2 separate regions of the Mus musculus genome follow, and region 2 is linked to region 1. The links are chromatin contacts, called in public Hi-C maps. All regions are on one chromosome and are shown on one strand. The core of a region is the stretch at or near the end of the contact, and the rest is flanking DNA. Distances in the headings are between cores, read along the strand shown. Region 1 overlaps 2610307P16Rik (RIKEN cDNA 2610307P16 gene). Region 2 has its middle 180 kb from the start of A330102I10Rik.

Region 1 (6,285 bases), core at 2,169-4,668:
TCACTAGTGATGACTGATGGAGATTCTTTAGGTAGAAGATACCGCCAGGTCCTTGGGATTCTGTCTTATCTGGAGTTTTGCTCCTTAGTTTCCAATTCCAATTATGAGTAACTCCCTGTCTTGCTAGTAGTAGCCATAATCACATTACAGCAGACTTAAAACTTGTCATTTCTCAGCTCAATTTTTTTTAAATAGGGTAAACATTTTTATTGAATGTAAGATTGCTTTCCTTTATTAGGTTTTAAATGCTTTAACAAGGTTGCTTTTGTGCAGTAAGTACTGGACAGTCATGGAAGGCAGAGCCTGGCAAAATACTCTACTCATCTCACACTCTAGAAAGAAAAAGGGGAGGAGGAAGCTGGGACCCCATAATTCCCTTTGGGTGCATGTTTGCTAGTGACATATGGGACAACTCATAGGGCTCCTTTTCCCAAGGGCCCAGAGAACCTTCTAGTGGTGGCATTCTAGAGAGTAAGTGCCTAACACTTGGGCTAAACCTTAGCAATAACCATTGTTGGAAAATTCAAATGTGTGGCAGCTAAGTAATTCTAAGGCCATCCAAAGACCCAGAGATACTGTTAGAGTTGTTTGTTTGCTTGTTTGGGGTTGAGATACATAGCTTCCTCCCCGTTTCTATTTATTCTCTCTCTCTCTCTCTTGCTGACTGTGCATCCCAAGAACTTGATATACTCCTCCTGCCTCTTCCTTTCCAGTGTTGGGATTACAGGCATGCACCCCCGTGCCTGGCTATCAGCTTTAGATTCTAGTTCATTTGTGAGCAAACACTTCATATTAAGTTCACAAATGTGATTTCCTGGCTGTAAATAATTCTGTATACACTAGTGATGGGAATCAGTAAGCAGGTCCAGGATAGTGACCTTGGAGGGACTGGGAAGAACTCAGGTAGCTGGCCATCCAAGACTGTTACTGTAAATCTACTTCCTGTTTCCCACACCTTGACTAACTTCTGCCATCAAAAGGAAAGTAGAGGTTAATTAGCCTCTGTACTGGAATGGTCCATTTTACGGATTCATTGGCTCAGCTCTTGAAGCCTCGGCCTAGACCTCAGAGTAGAAGGCTGGAGTCTGAATAGGTCTTCTATTTAAATTCTTGTTTGTCCTACCCTCCTTTTGTGCTTCATTGGTCCTAGGAATGAAGAAGGGAGATAAGAGGTTGAAAATCAGATTCTTCATTTAGAGCGCAGCAGTACTTTGGAATTCTGAGTTGTCATTATTGGGTCTTAACTTCTTTTAGCTTGAGAAAAGACAGTGTTTCTGAGTGTTATACACGGTGGGGGTGGGGGTGCAGTGGGACCTGAGTTGTATGTAGCAAGGGTATGCATCATCTATTTGAGACTATATTTTTTGAGAAATACCATTTTTGATGCCAACAATTGTGATTGATATATTAGGCCAAATCATAAAAGACTGCCTATCTTTTGGTGTTTCATGCCTTTTGAAACAGTTCAGCCTTTTTTGTTTGACTTAAATGGAAGTCAGTGAGTTAGGCTATATGAGATCTCTATTTCTCTATTTGGAAATACAGGGTGACCTAGGGTTGGTTATGTGCCAACTCATGTAGTGTGTGTGTGTGTGTGTGGTGAGGGGGGGAAGAGAGGGGAGGGGGAGGGAGAGGCGGGGAGTAGGTGATTATATTCATGTGCCTGGGGTCAAAGGTCAAAGTAATGTTTTTGTTAGTTGCTTCCCACCTTTTCTTTTTTGAGACAGGATTTTTCTTGGGAGCCCAAACTCACCAGTTGAGCCAGGCTAGCTGGCTAGGGAGCCCTGGGGCCCTCCCACCTTCCTTTCCCCAGCTCTTGGATTTCTGGAGCACACAGCTGTGCCTGTCTTTCATGTGGGTGTTGGAGATCAGACTGAGGACATCATATTTGCCCTTGCTCAGTAAGGACTTTATGGACGGAGCCATCTCCTCGAGCCTGATTTTTTTTTTTAATTTATATTTCAATCATTAACAGAACTATGACATAATCATTTTCATTCTTTGGTTACTGTTGAGTCATTTATGAAAGATCTGAGACTTTTTAAAAGAAAGATTGATTTTCTTGCACAGTCACTGTGTATAAACTTCTATGCTTATACCAGACCCTTTCACACCAAGGGTTTGTTGCTTATTGATTCGCGCATATTAAAACCAGGATATGAAAGAGTCAGTTTACCAGTATGAACTAGAAAACCCTAAAGAACTTTAAAAAGAAAGAAGGAATGAAAAAGCCATCTGGGGCCTGAGCAGCAATTTGGGGTTTACTGATGCTCTGGTTGGCAGGCTGTCTGGGCAGCTGGATCTAGGTTGCACCCTGAGTATTTTCTCTTTCCATTTGGACAGGCATGGAGGTGTTGAGTCCGTAATCTGGACCTTGTGAGAGCCAAGTCCGTGTTATGGAGTAGTTCTGTTTTGCACACGGTTGTCCTAATTTCCCCTCTTCTTTACTTGCCCACTAGAAGGGAAAAAAGTAATCAGAGGTGTTGCTGGGTGGAGCCCTCCTTTGATTGCAATGCCCCAGGGGTTTCTAAGTTAACAAATTAAAGCTTTAGGGCTGACTGAGCCGCTTGCTTGGTCTTGGTGGGCGCAGCAGCTTTTCCGTGCCTTCTCATGTTCCTGCCCTCCCTTCCCACTCCAGAAAAGAAACTGAACTCAGAGGCTTTGCCTGAGGAAAGGCTGGCTTGAGGAGCCGAGGGACTGATGACCACAGCTGCAGAGAGGGAAGGCCAGCATATTCTTGGAAGGTGTGGGATGAGAAACGCACTCCCTTCCCTTCCCTGCTTTTGCAGTCATGCCTGGTGTGCCTCAGAGCTAGGATACACGGGCGGGGGAGGGTGGAGCGTGGGGAGGGCTAAGATTAGGGAGAGAGGAGGTGAAACTCTCCTGGGAGTTGGAGACCAGAAATAAACATCCAAAGGAGCTGGGACAAACCCTCTGGCTGCCCTCCTGAGGTTCAGGGGTGGATCAGGAGGGTCCGAGCCAGGGAGGCAGTAGCCTGAGTCTTGGAGGAGGAAGATCTCGCTGGCTGCCTCCTCCTCCTCTCTGCTGGGGTCCCTGAAGCCAGTGCAGGAAGTGGGCGGGATTCTGCTAGAGTTTATTGAAAAAACAGCTGCCTGGCTCCATTTCCCTCCCCCACAACGGCCCATCCTCGCTGTGGCTCAGGATAGAACTATGCTGTAAACTTTGGCATGAATCAAGCATGCTGATACTCTCTCAAACAGCAACTTTTTCTTTCTCTCCCCCCTCCCGCTTTTTTTTTTTTGGCACAGAGTCATTCGTTTGAGGCTGGGGGAGAGGAACAGAAAGACTAAATAAAATGTGGTACAGTGGTTCTAGAAATGATTTGATCTGGTCCAGTAAAGGTCCAGAGTTCACCGACTGGACCTGAAGGACCCAAGTGAGAATAAGGTCAGGAGCCAGTTTTTGAAAGTGGTGAGCAGACGTCAGGACTTGAAGGCCTGCTTGCTCTTTTTCTGTTACTGTCATAACGTCTTGGACAGAATCTACCCTAGGAAAACACTGTCAGTGCCTGTAAGTTTGTGACTTCGTTTTTTTGACCAAGAATTGCTTAGGAGGTTGAAGGGGACAGGAAATAGCTAGGAGCCAGGGTACCACTGGGCAGAAGTATATATGTGTGTGTGTGTGTGTGTGTGTGTGTGTGTGTGTGTGTGTGTATGTGCGTGTGTTGATTAGGACCCGCAGATGGCAAGCAGCAGCTGTTTTATGGTGTGAATTGTTTGCTCAGAAGATTTTCAGAAGCTAATTCTCCGTGGAGGTTGGTTTGCCAAGTGACTTGTTTCCTTTTTTCTTGTTTCCCGACCTATTTTCCTCTTTGTGTGTGTGTGTGTGTGTGTGTGTGTACCCTAGCTGACCTTGAGGCTCTAAGAGTTGCTTAAAACCTGAGACTGTTAAGTTCTGAGAGGGTTGCTTGCACCAGGAGGCTCCTGGCTCAGGTTTACTTCAGACCTGAAGGTGAGGGCGGATGCAAAGGAGAAGGCTGCAGAGGGAAGGGCTTCCCCTGTCTTGTCTGAGATCCGAAAGGCTGTGCCTGGCCCCCCTCTGCTCTGGCTTTACTGTGAACTCTTGCTCTTGCGTTGACCCTTTCCCTTGGCCTTCTATTAAACCTGACCTGTGTCTCTTCCTCCACTTAACGTGAGAGAATATTTTTTTTTTCAGGGACATTTATGAGTAGTGAGTTAAGATGTCTCTAAAATTCACTAGTGGTAGAGGCCTTAGGGCATGGTTAACCAGTTCTGTTATCCCCCTTCAATATTTTCTTTCTGTTAATACCCCATGTGTGGCTTGTATTTGCTTGAACAACTCGAGAAAGCATCCTCAGCTGTATTGTAGGAAGCAAAGTAACTCTCACGCTCTTGCATGAAAGCATGACACAGAGTCTGGGGCCCTGGGATGGTAGAACTTAAAAGGCCAATTAATAACATTTATTTGTTTTTGTTTTTGGAGAACCCAGGGCCTTGTGTATGCTAAACACAGGCTCTTCCAACTCTGGTCTACATTACTTATTAGTAATAGAGGTTACTTATTATTGTTATTGTTTTGTGTGTGTGGTATATGGTGTGTATGCATGTGTATGGGGTCATGTGTATGCGAGTGTACATACAGGCCAGAGACTGGTTATTATTGGTGTCTTCTTTAATTATTATTACTTTTTAGATTTAATATTCATTTTTATTTATTTTATATTATGTATAGATGTGTATGCATGAGCATGAGTTTGTATTCTTAAGTGCAGTGCTCACAGAGGCCAGAGATGTCAGATTCCCTGGAGTGGTCGTTAGGCACTTATGAACTACCAGACATAGGTGCTGGGAACAAAACTCAGTCTCTGCAGGCACATTGCGTGCTCTTAGCCCCAGGGCAGTCTCTTTACTCTGCAGTCCCCTCCACTTTATTTTTGAGGTAGTGGTTCCACTGAACATGGGACAGTGAACTGGAGCTCATTGCTTCAGCAAGATTAGCTGGAGAGCCAGCTCTAGGGATCCTCCTGTCTCCTTTTCCTGGCCACTAGAATTCCAGAGGCCTGTCACCATGCCTGGCTTTGTTCTTGTGAGTTGGGATAGAACTCAGGTCTTCATGTTTGCATAGAAAGCACTTAACCAGCTGAGTTCTCTCTCTCCAGACCAGAGCTGTCACTTCAGTGATTAATTTCACAGTGTGTGCACTGCATTTTGTGGGTACCTTAAAAGATACACTTTGGCCCAGTATCGTGGCACGTTCCTGTCATCCCAACACTTTCACAGTAGAGGCACCAAGATCAGAAGTCGAAGGGCAGCCTTAGCTACATTATACAGACTTTGAGGACAGCACAGGCTAGATAAGACTCTCAAAAAACAAACAAACAAACAACCCAAAGGCATTGAAACAAGGTAGAGCAAACTTGTTTCTAATTTATTGATGCACACATGAAATCTCTATGTAGAAAGCATGTTTAATATAAAAGGTCAACATTTCTATCTTCTATCAACAGAGAGAGGTATGGAAGTGGAAAGTCTATGAGGAAATGTTAAACACTGAGATCTTGCTTTCCTTGGTAGGCAGCATTGTAAATTTAGATTGGAAAGCATAATTGAAAACGGGAGCCTGCATGTGCAACATTATCTCTGCAAAGCATGTACGTTTATGTGAACCTGGATATGATCAGTAGCTGAATGCAGGCCACGGGCACATACAAGTGTTTTCTTTTCATGATCCCTCTCCTTAGCTTTTCCACAGTGAGCAAACACCTATTTTCCCCCCTTTCTAACATGTAACCGTTATTAAAATATAATGAGGTAGTGAGGAATGACTCTCTTGTCTACTTTACTTTCTGACGTGGTTCAATGAGTGTGAGAATTCAACAACCTTAGTGGGTGGAAAGTGGCTCTTCCAGGGGACCCAACACCCTCTTTTGTCCTCTGTGGTCACCTCCCACACATATGATATGTAGATACACGCACACATAACATTTATACATAGACACAGACACGCATACACAGACACACATATACAGCATGCACACATAGGCACAATTACAGACACACAGACACAGACAGACATACACATGACAAATCTTAAAAGACTTTTTAAATCTTCAAGAATTACTGTTTTATGTTTGTTCGTGTCTATAAGACTTTCAGTCTAGGAGAACTCTCCCAGTTCTACTTTAATGTGGTGAATCCTACTCCTGTTTTTAGTTTTCTTTGAGACAGGATTTTAGGTAGCTCAGACTGGCCCTGAACTCACCATGTATCTGAGGCTGACCTTGAACTCCTGATTATCCTGTAT
Region 2 (6,285 bases), core at 1,391-3,890, 440 kb before region 1:
CCAGCTGGGGACAAATGATTGCCTTTCTTGAGACTTCCTTTCAGAATTGGATGTTTTCATCTCGGCAGGAAGGACCAGTTAGGGTTCTTCTCTAGGTGGGTTTTTCAGCAAGTCCACCCAGTCCCAAATCATAACCAGCGTTCAAAGCCATTGGCTGCCGTTTCCACACCCAGGTATGATTACTTTAAGCTTGGGAAGTGATTTCACCACCTCCTTTTCCTCTGTTGCAGGCTCTGGATTATTTATGAAGGCACAAAGGGAGAGAGAGACACATTGGACAAAATTCAAATGTGATATATGTACACGCCCCTTCTTTGGCTGTGATTTGTGCAAAATCACATCCAGGCTATAGCCACAGCCCCTGGGGCTCATCTCTGTTCTGAGGTACAAGAAGCTGGCAACGCGCTTTTCACACAGGACAAAGCCATGCTGGCTGTTGATTCTAAAGGCCCCATCATCCAGACTCTTGTGCTGTTATTGGAAAAAAACATGAGACTGGCCAAAAGCAGCTCAGGTCACATTATCAGGTAATATCTCCATTCTGTATATTTAGTTGGAAAATAAAGCCTATCAGGACAGTGTAATTTAGAAGGGTGGAGCGAGCCACATAATTTCCAGGGCAGGGGAAGAGAGTGCTGTTTGGGGCATTTTTAGTGGAACTGATCTGCTCTGGCAGTAATTTCCAGCTTCTCCCTGCACCAACACCCCTTCCCCGCCTGCTTTAATAATGGAAAAAAATACAGCCCAAGACCCTGACCGTCCAAAAGCAACTGCTGGAAACCCTGCCTGTTGATCACTTATTAGAACTTGTTTACTGCTTAGTGTCTTGCGAGGTATGTGTTTGTTAGGAAAATTAAGTGCCTCCCTGTAGCAATGTTAATTAGACTAGGCTTGTTCAACTCCAGGGAGGGGTGTTTTTGGGTCATTCCATCCCTTCAAAGTCTGCTATGCCTTTTGACTTAGTTGCTTAAAAAAAAGGAAAGAAAGAAAGAGAGAGAGAGAGAGAGAGAGAGAGAGAGAGAGAGAGGAAGGAAGGAAGGAAGGAAGGAAGGAAGGAAGGAAGGAAGGAAGGAAGGAAGGAAGGAAGGAAGGAAAAAGAGAAACAGAAAAAGCCCTCGATGTAATTGTGTGAGTTGGGAACCCAGATCCCTGCCCTGAGCTTGTAGATGCTCAAAGGAGCCAGAAGGGGAATGAAACCGAGATAACATTTCAATGTTGCAGCGGGGTTCAAGGCGGGAACACGTTAGAACACAGTCTGGGATGCTGTTTCAGTAGCTCCGTCATCATGCGTGTTTCCACCATCTCCAGCATCATAAGGGGGTAGAGCTGAGTGTGGTTGCGATTTTCCTCTGTGAAACACAAGTTCCCAGTGAAAGTGAGTGGCCCCTATGACATGCTAGTGACTCTTCATTGTCAACTCAGCTGGATTTAGTATCACCATGGAAACACACCTCTGGATGTGTCAGTGAGAGTTTTTTCCAGGAAACTTTAACACAGTAGGGACGCCCCACCCTGAGTGTGAATGGCACTATCCATGGGGCCTCTGACCAAACAAAAGGGAGAAATGAGAACCAGCAACATCCATCTCTCTCTCTCTGTTTCTTGATTGTGGACACAGTGCCACCGGCTACCACAAGATCCTGCCACCATGCCTTCTCCTCCGTGACTGAGTGTGACCTTACACTGTTGAGACAGAGTAAACCTTCCTTACTCATGTCACTTTTGTCAGGCACTTTGTCATAGCAACACAATGGAAACTTACACAACTGACTTCTCCATTTACCCCAGCTGCCTGATGGGACACCTTTCCTCTTCACTTGCAATCTTCCTTCCTACCCAAACAGTTCTCCATCACGACCCCCATTAACACACCTCTGTCCTGGTCCAGAACCATTACACAGGTCTCAGTGGTGGGTCTGGAGGAAGGTCTTTATACTTACGATACGGAACTACAGAAGTTCAACACTTCTTCAGTAGTTGAATCAGAATCCCTTGGGGGTCAGCCATGGTATTAGGCTCTAGATCCTCACATGACGTGAGTTTGTGGGCTGTACCCATGGGTTTGGTGATAAGGGTGAAGTGAAGGCCTCACTTAGTCTGTGGGCCTCAACTGTGTGCGGACTCCTATCTGGTTTTGTCAAAGAAGCCATTGTTCGAGTTTGATAACACTTGTGTCACCAGTAATGTGGATTTTAATTGGTAAGAGCATGATGGTACTATTTCCTGGTCATCCTCACTGCGAAATCCTGTAGGGAGGTGAAATGTTCATAGTTATGGCACAGGTATCTCTGGGTTCCCAGTCATAATGCCTTCAAAACATTACCAAAATGTTTCTCCAGGGATAGAAGTTCTTTGATTGACTCAAATAAAACAGCCTGCACTTGACATCATAAAAAGAAGTGTTTCTTCATGAAATATGAACTTCAACCAAACTGTGTGTTGCATCTCAGCCAGAGCCTATGTCCTCCACTGAAGAAGTTATTAGAGAAAAAGGCCAACCTTCCATTTGGACGGTCACCAATCAGATTAGCAATTCCTCTTAGAAGGAAAAACAGCAGAGGCAGTTATGTGCGGAGACTTTGACTGAACTCGGGCCTAGGATGTGACAGGTCCTGTCAGTTGTCACTTCACTGGGTCAAGGCCTGATCAGAACCTGTGCTCTGTCTAATCCAGGGCTTCAGGTTGGTATTTCTTCCCTGAATGACCTCTCTGTAGTTTGTGGTTTTGCTCAGTGAAGGTTTTTCCAGAAGCCAATGTGAGAAGCATGGGTTCTAAGAGCTTCTTTGATGAGAACCTTAAAATGATCTGGCATCCAAAATGTTTGGAAAACTTATCAGACTTTAATCCCTACTTGGGGATTCATAACAAACACAGAAGGCCTTCTTAAGCTCGGGTCATGTGGAGTTTCTCAAACACATGTGACTCCAGAATGTCTTTTTTCTTGCCAGCTACACGGAGAGAGACGTGTTCTGGAAAACACTGACACAACAGCAAACATTGGATCTAAGAGGCTGTGTCTGTGTCTCCACTCACTTTCTGATTGATCCTATCAGGAAGATATCAATGAGTCTCCATTATCTACATATAGAATGACTCTACACTACACTGGTCCGATCTGTCTGTCATGCAGTGAGAAATAAATGCCAATGCCAACAGCTCTAAGATAATGACAGGGGCCAGTGAGAGGGCACAGCACATAAACTCTTGCCACACAATCCTGATGACTTGAGCTTGACCCCTGGGACCTAAAGGACACTGACTCTTTAGAGCTGTCCTCTGCCATCCACACATGTGTGTCTATTCTCCAATCACACATCATACACACTATAATAATTAGTAATAATAAGCAAAGTAATGGGCTATTAAAATATTAATTTATATATGTATATGCCATAGATACAAAGAGCCAGCTTACTACAGCCTTTTCAGTAAAGCTGGTCCATGGCTTTGTTTTATAAATAAAGTTTTATTAGAACACAGCCATGCTCGTTTATTTACACATCATCTATGCCTAAGGATGGGCTGCAGTGGCAGAGCTGAACAATTGAAGCAGATGAACAATTCCTCCCAGGAAAGTGAAAGGCAAAGGCAGTTGCAACTGGCAAGGAACAAAATGTGCTTTTTCCTGTGTGGTTTGTAGAGACCCCCCAAAGTGTTTGCTGTTTGGCTGTTCACTGGAAAACAGAAAGAAAAACAAAAATGTGCTGACCCCTGACTTGTAATAAAGGATAATATATAGTCAAGGACGTGTTGTATCTATGGGAAGCGGAGTGACAGCGATGACTCTGTCATGTGGTACACATGGATAAAGCCCTGGCCTGATCCTTGGCTGGGGATAACTCCATCCTGCTCACCCAGGAGAGCACCAGCAAAACGGTGAAGGTGCTGCACAAACCTTCTCCTGATGATAACTTGCAACAAACCTTCTCCCGATGGTAACTTGGACGATTAACATGCCTGGGTACATGTCACAAAATCTGGAAAAGTTCCCAGTCCACCATAATTAAAAGGAGAAGTCAAAGAACATGCAACTCCAGGCGTTTAGAAGAAGCTTTGTGGCAGTTTAATGTAAACCCACCATTTGTGAGTTACCGCTGAAAGGGTGGTGTCTGTGTGAGGTTCTTGAAAACGTTAGGAAACAGGTGAGGTAGCTCAACGGGAAGAGGTGATTGCCACCAAGCCTAATGACCTGAGTTCAATTCCCAGGACCTCCAAGAGTTATCCTTTGACTCCCACCCGAGAAAGAGAGAGAGAGAGAGAGACAGAGAGACAGAGAGACAGAGATAGAGAGAGACAGACAGAGAGAGAGACAGAGAGACAGAGAGAGAGAGAGAGAACACGCTAGGGACTAGAAACAAATAGTCATATACCAGATCAATTGTTGAAAGATGAACAAATATGGAAAATCACAGTGACATTTCCAAACATTTCACCCTTAGGTGTTCTACTAAGGGATCATGATAGTTAAAATACCCAGAGAATCTGCATCCCAACATTCATTTTACTAATTTTCTAGAGCTTAGTAGCATAAACTCAACCCGCTTGCTTCATGCTCACAGCCTAAGAATACAAACAGCAAGAACCAGAAGGCATCCACCCCGGAGAGAAGAATGCTCTCACTGAGACTACGAGGGGGCCTGAAGGCTGTAGCTGGATTAATGTGTATTGCTACGGTGCCTATTCCTGGTTCCCAGGTCACGAGCTGCTAACAGCATCTGGTGTCCATATAGCTCTCCACTGAGGAATGCTTGCCGAGCTATTTGTAGAGTGCATCTCTAAGTGAGCACTTAAGACACCTCATGCTTTTCTAGGCTTCTCCCCCACTTGGCTTGGGTGTGAGGGCTGTGATTATGTTTATAACAGCAAAGGCTGACGTGCTTCAGTCACAGTGACATTTCAATGTCCTTTCTCTCCTAAGAACTGTTCTTGCAAGTGAAAACTTACCTCTTGGCCCTAAAAATTCTAGAAACTCATAGAAACAAGAGAGTAAAGATCATGACTTGGGATCAGACTAGCTAATTAACACTATGCCCATTTAATCCTGCAGGGCCACAGACATCCCATAACAATGTAGAGGCCAATGGCCTGGTCTTCTGCATGGATCTCAAGACTTTCCAAAGTTTCACAGACATGTATTATACTGTCCTCCACGCAATAGGTCTGTGTTCTCCTTATCAGACCCATCCCATGCTTCTGCGTGTCCCTGCAAGCCCGCTGTCATGAACTTTCCTGATATTCCAAAGCCTTTCCTCTGAACTTGAGAAAAGTAACTAATAATGTGCCCCACTTTTCAGAGTATATCATCAAGGCTTCTGAGGGAACTCCACACTGTGAAGGAACAAAGAAAATGTTGGAATTTGGCCTGAATTCTTTAGGAGCTGACAAGTCTCTGCTCAGGTCTAGGAAGACACTCAGAAGGTCAAGTGCTTGCCATGGGACCGTGAGCACCTACACCAGAACCTATGTAAGAAGCCAAGCGTGGTGATGCGTGTTAATAGTGTCAGCACTGGAGAGGCAGAGGCGAGTAGCAGCTCCTTGGAGCTTACTGGCCAGCCACCCTAACCTACTGGCCAAGTTACAAACCAGTGAGAGATTCTGTCTTTAAAAACAAGAGAATGTCACCTGAGGAAAAACACCAAGGTTGACTCCTGACCTCTATACATATATGTGTGCATATGTACCCACACATGAACTGAATGTCCACAGACACTGTGTGAGTATCATGTGACATGTTGGTGCTTACATATTTACTCACTGAGACTTAACCATTAAACCATGTTATCCCCTAAAGATGTCCCCAGCAGCCACAAATCTATCATGAAATATATCATGGCAATAAAAGTGGCTTGTGACAGGCAAGCTGCCACTGAAGTGTGTAAAATAATTTTTTAAAACTGGGTTAAAACAGTAGGAGGCATGATTGTCTACCAGAAATAAATGACAGTTGGAGGTCGTCAAATATAGATAGTTTCCCACTCCTGTATGGTCAATGAACTATTATTTTTAGTGTTCTCTCTGTCTCTCTCTCTCTCTGTGTGTGTGTGTGTGCATTTGTGTGTAATTACACAACATCTCAACAGTGCCCCCCCCTTGACTCCATATCTTGCCCAGAATTTCTTTGTATTCAAATCTAATGTTTAGTAAAGAGATCAGGAATGGATGGGTTGATATGTTGACCCACCAAAATGGATTATAAATGAATGATAGAGTTGGGGATAAGAAAGGAGAAAACTCTGAGGAAATAAAGCATACTTCCACAGTCTTATAGAGCTCCTTGCTATGTGA

Evidence for each region. Hi-C and Micro-C count contacts between places; a contact is called where the count stands out from the background.
Region 2: a Hi-C map of uterus shows a contact between it and region 1, with 3 times the contacts expected there. The contact joins two enhancer-like sites. A contact is called at or near these places in 2 of 484 Hi-C or Micro-C datasets (muscle stem cells and uterus).

The regions. Positions count from the first base shown.
Region 1 is chr13:28,754,769-28,761,053 of GRCm38.p6, reverse strand. All of the region lies in intron 3 of 2610307P16Rik (RIKEN cDNA 2610307P16 gene), which reads left to right. Among named protein-coding and RNA genes, the nearest start is that of Mir6368, 47 kb to the right of the region's middle. Within about 2 kb of position 3,418, at least 286 of the 459 cell types and tissues checked have an H3K27ac peak or open chromatin away from gene starts, as enhancers often do. A contact at or near this core is called in uterus, where this site is marked.
Region 2 is chr13:29,189,201-29,195,485 of GRCm38.p6, reverse strand. It overlaps a transcript of Cdkal1 not described here. Among named protein-coding and RNA genes, the nearest start is that of A330102I10Rik, 180 kb to the right of the region's middle. Within about 2 kb of position 2,640, at least 3 of the 459 cell types and tissues checked have an H3K27ac peak or open chromatin away from gene starts, as enhancers often do. A contact at or near this core is called in uterus, where this site is marked.